Linked DNA regions of Danio rerio: region 1 is linked to region 2. Evidence: chromatin contacts called from public HiChIP or PLAC-seq data. All regions are on one chromosome and are shown on one strand. The core of a region is the stretch at or near the end of the contact, and the rest is flanking DNA. Distances in the headings are between cores, read along the strand shown.

Region 1 (4,293 bases), core at 1,260-3,759, 58 kb before region 2:
ACTATGAAAGCCCTTTTAGGAAATGTTTTTTTTCACATATAATATAATCAATACTTCAAATAAATTAATACAAATATTCAAAAGAGTATTTGCAGGGCTGTTTTCAAGTAAACCTCCTAAAAAGCATTATGTATAAACATATTTATTAACAAGGTAATTAACTGCTTGCTCTACCAAATGGTTGACCATATTTTAATTGTTTTAAATAGTGATTAGAATATTAATAGAATGTTAAATAGAATGTGAAAGTCATTTTATTTCATAATAGTCAAGAATTACTTTTAAATACTGGTTTGTACTACACAGCGGGTGAGGCAGTGGCACAGTAGGTAGTGCTGTTGCCTCATAGCAAAAAGGTCGCTGGGTCGCTGGTTTGATCCTCAACTCAGTTGGCGTTTCTGTGTGGAGTTTGCATGTTCTCCCTGCCTTCACGTGGGTTTCCTCCGGGTGCTCCGGTTTCCCCCACAGTACAAAGACATGTGGTAGAGGTGAATTGGGTAGGCTAAATTGTCCATAGTGTATGAGTGTGTGTGTGTGTGTGAATGTTTCCCAGAGATGGGTTGCGGCTGGAAGGGCATCCGCTGCGTAAAAACTTGCTTGATAAGTTGGTGATTCATTCCGCTGTGGTGACCCCGGATTAATAAAGGGACTAAGCCGACAAGAAAATTAATGAATGAATGACTACACAGCATTGTTAGTGTACAATAAAATCAAACAAACATAATCCTGTTGCACTACTACACTTAAATTTGGTTTCAAGAAAACACGTTAAATGAGAATCTGAAATATTTTATGGCATAATTTAAAAAATAAAGATGACTTAGTGTTCAAAAATGTTTTATTTTGATTATGTTTTTAAATAAATTAGTCTCACACATCATATATGCAGATTGTCAACAATATATGTGTTTATTCCGGTACTTTTAACATAAACTGACGTATTAACCATTTGGTAGAGGTTGATTTTTAGAGATTATTTGATGTGTTGAAATAAAAATGCATGGATTGTGTTAACTAGTGGCATTAGGAGTTAAGAAACGAATTCCAAAAATAGTTTTCTTGGTGGGGCAGTTAAAAGGGTAATAAACAATTATGTACTCAAAAAAATTGGATAATATTAGGCCTATTATTATTATTATTATAAACAAAATAGCAAAAGTGAAAGATTGGGATAAATTTGGTTTTACATTCACACATTCGTCAGTGACGCTTTGTGACATGCTCCCTATATTGTTTACTATGGTACTTTGAATATGGTACTCTGAAATCCAATGTAAGTATAACTTTAAAACAACATTAGCACTATTTAATTGACTGTAAATATGCATTTTGATATACATTGGCCGATAATGTGATTGCACTTATTAGAATTTGCAAAAAATACTTTTATGAAATAATAATATTGAGGAGAAAGTCACAGTGTGTGAATATAAAACCAACTTTACCTCATCACTGCAAGTGCTATTTGATTATTCCACTTGAGGGCACACGTGGGCTACTTCATAACTGATTAAAGGAATGTGTAATATATCAAATATGTATTAATTCCGGTACTTTTAACTTAAACCGACATATTAACTATTTGGAAGATGTTGATATTTTAGAAATTATGGTATGTGTTAAAACATGTATTGAGTGTGTTTAGCGACATTAGTAGTTAAAATGCAAATATTTGAAATTAAATTAAATGCAAACATTTTTTTTCTTGGTGGTGCAGTTAAAGGGTTAACAAACAATATGTAGTATAATAAAACATAGCCTAATATTATTAGGACTTTGGTATTATTATAAACAAAATAGCAAAAGTTAAAGGTTGGGGTAAAGTTAGTTTTACATTCACACATTTGTTCAGTGACAACTTATAACCAATGATTGTAAAAATGCTTGTGACATTATCCCTATATTGTTTACAATAATACTTTGAATATTCGGCCAGAAATCACATGTAAGAATGACTTCAAAACAACATTAGCAGTGTTTATTTGACTGTGAACATTAGCCTATATTTTGATAGTCGTTGGCTGCTAATATGATGCACTTATTAGAATTTGCAAAGAAAACTTTTATAAAATTATTTCATTAAGGAAAAAGTCTGTGTGAATATTACATTTATTTGTGTGAATATAAATTAACTTTACCTTATCACTGCAAGTAGGCTACTATTTGATTATTCCACTTGAGGGCACATGTAGGCTTATTACAGTTTAAATGATTTATCTTATAATCTGTTATCAAAAATATACTTAAAATATTTTTCTTTTCTATTTTTTTATATCTACATACTGACATGTCTCATTTCTAAAATATTTGTATTATGAGTAGAAATATCTCCATCGCATCCTTTTACTTGTAACTACAAATACCACAATTCATAGTAGTATCCCGTCAGCCAATGAAATGAGTGGGTGGGTGGGATTCCATGACATCACCACAACCATCCATTTGGTGTCCAATAGGAGTAGATCTCTCCCGGAGGAGGACAATCGCCTTTCATGCTCGCAGCGTTGTAACATTTTTCCCCCGGCCGATGCTCGCATGCCTGTTTTCGTCCCCTGCACGTTTACCTTCCCCAAAAAGCCATTAATTTAGTCCAAGCCCGAGTGCGCCGTAAGGGTTCGTCTTCTGCTCTCGACCGCTTTTTATTAGAGTCGACTCATCTTTTTATGCCTGATCTATTGGGATTCAGAGTGGGTGTTGTCACAGGACAATGATCGAGAGACCCGACTCAGCTGTGTCCAGCGTTGCAGTGAGTACAATATTCATTCATTTGTCTAAATCTGGGGAGATAATGCATTTAATACACACCAGGCTTATTGATTCTTGTATTTGCATGGTGGTGGGCGAGATGATTCCAAGTGTGACTGGCCGCTAATCATTCATCTGTTGTGGCAAGCCGCTTTCACATGTACTGCTTAAAAGTATCCAGCTATTATTTATTTACTCTCTTAATTGCGCTGATAGCGATTTATTTGATACATTGAGGTAAAGCTAGTTTTATTTTACCTCATTCAGTATTTTCCCTTGATAATTTCGTTTCAGAAGAGTATTAGAAGAGTTTTTTGCTAATTCTAATATGGGAGATTATATTACCAGCCAGTAACTATCAATGTACAAAATTGTTAACAGACAATTAAAGAGTGCTAATGTTGTTTTGAAATCATAATTGCATTTGATTTTAGACTAAATATTCAAAGTAGCGTGGGAAACACTATGGGGAGCATGTCATGTATTACTGAATGAATGTGCGAATATAAAACCAAATTTACCTCAATATACTTTCCAGTGTTCTGTAGTACTCATATTGAGGTAAAGTTGGTTTTATCATTCAGTGACAACTTGTGACACAGTCCATTTATTGTTTACCAAGCTACTTTGAATATTCGTGACTTAAGTATTAAGAAAAAACTCTGAATGTGTGAATAAAAAAACAACTTTACATATTTCCGTCTCATATTTCCGTTGTTTTTACCTTCAAATTCTGAGTTTGCTGTCCTGATTTTTCCCAATTTATTTGATTTATTTTCTCTAAACCTGGATTTTTTTTTCTCACAGTTATTTTATTGAGAACATAGACATAATTACAATTCTGTCATTTGAAAAGGCAATTTCTTGGAATAGAATATTAGTTGTGAGATGTAAAACTCTGATTTTGGAGATTTAGCCTACACAACTCATGTTACAATACAGCGTGGCATGTTTAACTAAATTAGATACAGTGGTTAAACTCTGGTAAATAGAGCACAAAAGGTTATTATTAAAAATAAAATCATGGTTAATTTTTATAATGCTGTTTTCACACCAAACGCAGAGCACATCGTCACTTGCTCTAGTTTACTCATGGGATGTTTTTCCCCTTCACAGAAGTTTTCACAACTTATTTGAACTCTAAAAAAAAAAGTTGACGCAAATCAAATGCATGTAACCGATCATTCAAAGTACCATGGTAAACAATATAGGGAGAATGTCACAAGTTGTCACTGACTGAATGTGCGAATATAAAAGCAGCTTTACCTTAGTATTTGATAGTAAAGTTAGTTTAATATTCACAAATTTATTCAGTGACAATTTGTAACACGCTCCATACATTGTTTACCATGCAACTTTGAATATTCAGTCTGAAATTACATGTAAAAAATGACTTCAAAACAACATTTGCTTTGTTTAATTGACTGAATAATGTTGTACTTTGTTGGCCATTAATTGCCAATAGGATTTCCACATTTAGGATTTGTAAAGAAAACGTTTCTGTAACTATATTATTAAGGAGAAAGTCTGAATGTGTGACTGTAAAAC
Region 2 (4,618 bases), core at 1,748-4,247:
CAGGTAAAGTAGGCTGACACTAATTTATTATTTAATAATGTGTTATTTGCAGGGTTTATACCCATAAATATTTCAAGATTGAGCAGTACAAATTTACTTTCAGGTAAAGTAGCCCGTCACTAATTTATCATTAAATAATGTGCTATTTACAGGTTTTATACCAATAAACCTTTCACGATCAAGCAGAACAGACAAATTTCTATTTTTTTTTTTTTTGATAGAGTGGAACACTACTATTTATCATTAAGTACGGTGTTATTTGCAGGTACCAATAAACATTTCAAGATTGAGCAGTACAGACAAATTTCTTCATTAAGATAAAGTGGGCCAACACTAATTTATGTTTAAATAATGTGCTATTTGCAGGGTTTATATCAATAAGCATTTAAAGAATAAACACTACAGACACATTTATTTTCAGGTAAAGTAGGCCGTCACTAATTTCTTATTAAATTACGTGGCATTTGCAGGGTTTATACCAATTAACATTTAAAGGCAGAGCACTATGGACATTTCTTTTTGAGGTAAAGTGTCATCACTAATTTATCATTAAATAATGTGCTGTTTTCGGGGTTTATGCCAATAACATTTCAAGATCATGCTCTACAGACAAATTTCTTATCAGGTAAAGTGGGCCACCATTAATTTACCATCAAAGAATGTGTTATTTACTGGATTTATAGCAATAAACATTTCAAGAGGGAGCTCTACAGACTTTTTTTTTTTTTCTTTTCATGTCATGTGGGTCTGTATTTTCCAGAAACACTGTTCACAGCCAAAAGACTCATCATTAAAAAAATGTAATATGGTTGTATAATGTTAATACATGAACATGACATGAACAGTACATTTATTACATTTATTCTTTGTTAATTAATGGAAATAAAGTTGTTCATTGTTAGTTCATGTTAACTTACATTCACACATCGCGATCACAATGCAATTAATGTTAATGAATTTTGTATTTTAATGATGCATTAGTAAATGTTGAACTATGATTAATAATAAATCCTGTACAAGTATCGTTCATGTTAGTAAATACATAAAGCCTTATTCAACTAAAATATCAAAAACAGTCCCCTTTACCTAGAAGCTGCACGTTGAATCTGTCTGATATTACATTTCTTACTCTTATTTCTGCTTTATAAAATAATAAACCACACTGATAAGTCTGATTACTGCACTATACTATATTAATATGAACACATTTAAATGACATAATCTGTACATGTTTTTTTGTTTATTTGCATTAATTGAGCACAAAATCAAAACACTCTGTAAAGTTTAGGAGAATTTGAAAAAATACATTTTGAAGAAATAAGAGGACAGTTGCATTAAGCAGTAACAGTATTATATTGTGCACAGTATTGTGTTGCGGTTTCATTTCTGAAGCTGTTTTTCCATTACAATGTTTATTCATACTTCATTTGGTTTCACACAAAACTGGGTTCTAGGAGTCGTAACCCTGAGGGGGGAAAGTGCAGACTTTGTTCATGAAAATCATACACAAACTATTTTAAAAATTTGCCATTTTAAAGAATAAAATTAAAAGAATGTTTTTTGTTTTTAGGGAAACACTTACACAATGCCATCTTTAAAACAAGTTCTCAACATACATCTTGTTGAGTGAAATACTTACACAATGGCTTTAGTAGCACAGCGGGGACTTGTCCTCAAAGCACTTACAATTTTGTTGTATGGTATTGGAAAGTCAATGAAGGCAAAGCAACAGGTTATAGGAACTGCTGCAGCTGTTGGTGACATAATACAGTGTCATTTATTAATGTGTAATATAGTGTAATAAAATATTTTTTTGCAATAAATTAATTTTTTTGCAATAAATTTGTATATATTTAGATTTGTTTAATATATTATCCATTCATTCCCTCCCATCCATCCATCCATACATCTGTCATGTCCATCTATCCGTCATTTCCATCAATCTAATCCATCATTTTTATCGATCCAACCTTCAATTTCCTCCATTAGTCATTTTTCTCCATCCATCTGTCATTTACATTCATCCATCCATCCATTGTCCATTAATCCAACGCTATCTCACTGCAATTCATAACTTTTTGTTATTTAGTGTCTAAATCGCACAGTCTCATTTGTACATTTTACGCTGTACAGTTTGTCCCACAATGAAGGTAGGGTTCAGGAGTGGGGGTTGTTGTCACACCTTTTTTAAAAATCGTACATTTTTTTTTTATATGACTAAATTTGTAATTAGCCAATAAACTGACAAATTGTAAAATATTTACGTTTCCATGTGAGATCAGGCTGGAATTTTCATCTATGCATCTTGTCCATTCATCCGTCCATCTGTCTTTTTCATCCATCCATCCAACATTTACATCCATCCATCTGTCTTTTTCATCCATCCATCCATTGGTCATTTCCATCCTGTCATTTACATTCATCCATCCCTTATTTATATCCATCCATCCATTGATCATTTAAATTTATCTGTCATTTACATCCTGTCATGTACATCCATCCATCCATCCATCCATCCATCATTTACATCCAGTCATTTACATTCATCTATTCCTTATTTAAATCCATCCATCCATTCATCATTTACATTTATCTGTCATTTACATCCATTCCGCATTTACATCCATCCATCTGTCATTTTCATCCATCTGTGAGATCAGGCTCAATTTTCTTAACTATAATTATATGACAGCAGAACTTACGGCCAGGAATGGAACTTCTGTCAATTTGTCGTTTAGGTTTTGGCAAGGTGGTGGTTTTGGCTCTCGTGGTGATGGCGGTGGTGGCAGGGGCAAGGGTAGTTGTGGTGGACATCCATGGGCAGGGCGGACTGCTCATTTTCTGGCTCACAGATAAGGCTGGTGTGGTTGATGAGGGGAGGGTTGCTGATTCAGTCATGTTATCTCTATTAATGAGCAGGCAGATTAAAAACAAAATTAGTTAGAAAGAAAGATGTAAAATGTGTGCTTCAATTTCATTGACCTTCTACGTTTTGTTGTTTTTCCAAGCCACGTCTGTTTTCACACAAAAAGTGCTCAAAGTTGTTAAACCCCTACAAAAATGTATTTAACATGTTTGTTTAATCACTGTAAAAATGATGTAGTGTAGAATGTGGAAATCTATAATATTAAAACCATACCTTTTTGAGCCCGGAGAAAATTGAGCTGTTGGGGAATGAGGAAAATGGGGATTATCTGAAACAAAACAAAGAAATGTGTGAACTTTTATAAATAAACTATTTAGTACTTTGAACCTTAGAAATAAACACACCGTCCTCAAAGTTTGTCAGTTTTTGCAGAACTCTGTATGAACTGAAGTCACATTTGGCTTTCTGTTTTAACTGTTCTAGCATGAGGTTACACAGAAACTCAGACCTGAGATTTGATAAATACTGATATTCGTTGATGCTCACTAAAAGTTTGCCAGCACATTAAATCCCACACAAATCTTCTGGCTGATTTAGTGCAAAAGTTGCTAATATTTAAGATATGTTTGTTTGTAACTAAGGCTGATTCTAGATCAGGGCTTGGTGGTCGGATTTAAGATAGGGTGACTTCAGGTAAAGTGGGTGACTTTTTAAAAGATGTGTCAGCCTAGATGTATTTCTGTTATTTTGTAAAATTTTAGGTCGAGCTGGAGTATTTCAATTTGAATATAGTTTATATAATGTGTTCTTTTGCAGGGTTTAAACCAACAAACATTTTAAGATTGAGCTCTACAGACAAATTTCTCTTCAGGTAAAGTGGGCCATCACTAAATTATCAAAATAAAATGTGGTATTTGCAGTTTATACCTATAAACATTTTAAGATGGAGCACAACAAACACATTTCTATTCAGGTAAAGAGAGCCATCACTAATTTATCATTAAATAACGTGCTATTTGAATGGTTACCTATAAAGATTTTAAGATCGAGCACCACAGACAAATTTCTCTTCAGGTAAAAAGGGCCACCATTAATTTTTTTTTTTTTTAAAGTGTTATTTGCAGTTTATACCTAAGATTTAGCACAACAGACAAATTTCTATTCAGGTAAAGTGTGCCGTTATTAATTTATCATTATATAAAGTGCTATTTGAATGGTTTATACCTAGAAAAACATTTTACGATCGAGCCCTACAGACAATTTTTTTTTAGGTAAAGTGAGCCATCACTAATTTTTAAATAAATAATGTGTTATTTGTATGGTTTATACCTATAAACATTTAAAGATCGAGCAGTACGGACAAACTTATTTTCAGGTAAAGTAGGCCATCACTTATTTATCCTGTTATAACTTTTTTAAAATTTTAGGTCGAGCTGTAGTATTTCAATTTAAATTTGAAGTCAGATTTATTAGCCCCACTTTGAATTGTTTTCCGTTTTTTTTATTTTTATTTTTTTTTATTTCCCAACTGATGTTTAACAGAGCAATCAAATTTTCACAGTATGTCTGATAATGTTTGTTCTTCTGAAGAAAGTCTTATTTGTTATAATTTAATTAAATTAATAATAAATAATAATTTAAATAATTACAAATCAAGTCATAATCATACTTATTTTGGTAAAATAAGCGTAATCTTGAGGCCTTTGCCTTTCATATTAGAAACTTCTGATACCAAATGATCAACTAGAAGTC

Evidence for each region. HiChIP or PLAC-seq counts read pairs in DNA pulled down with a chosen protein or histone mark.
Region 1: a contact with region 2 is called in an H3K4me3 HiChIP or PLAC-seq map of gastrula embryo, with 6 times the contacts expected there. The contact joins the promoter of septin15 here to the promoter of ccl33.2 in region 2. A contact is called at or near these places in 1 of 18 Hi-C or Micro-C datasets (hematopoietic stem cells) and 3 of 4 datasets of contacts at active chromatin or transcription factors (caudal fin, embryo and gastrula embryo).

The regions. Positions count from the first base shown.
Region 1 is chr25:13,791,229-13,795,521 of GRCz12tu, reverse strand. septin15 (septin 15) reads left to right here and starts at 2,509. Exons shown (of 13, transcript NM_001077743.1): 1 at 2,509-2,746. The coding sequence starts at 2,708.
Region 2 is chr25:13,733,626-13,738,243 of GRCz12tu, reverse strand. It overlaps ccl33.2 (chemokine (C-C motif) ligand 33, duplicate 2), which reads right to left and starts at 2,997. Exons shown (of 3, transcript NM_001128278.2): 1 at 2,703-2,997; 2 at 1,640-1,751; 3 at 1,329-1,465. The coding sequence starts at 2,898. The coding sequence ends at 1,417.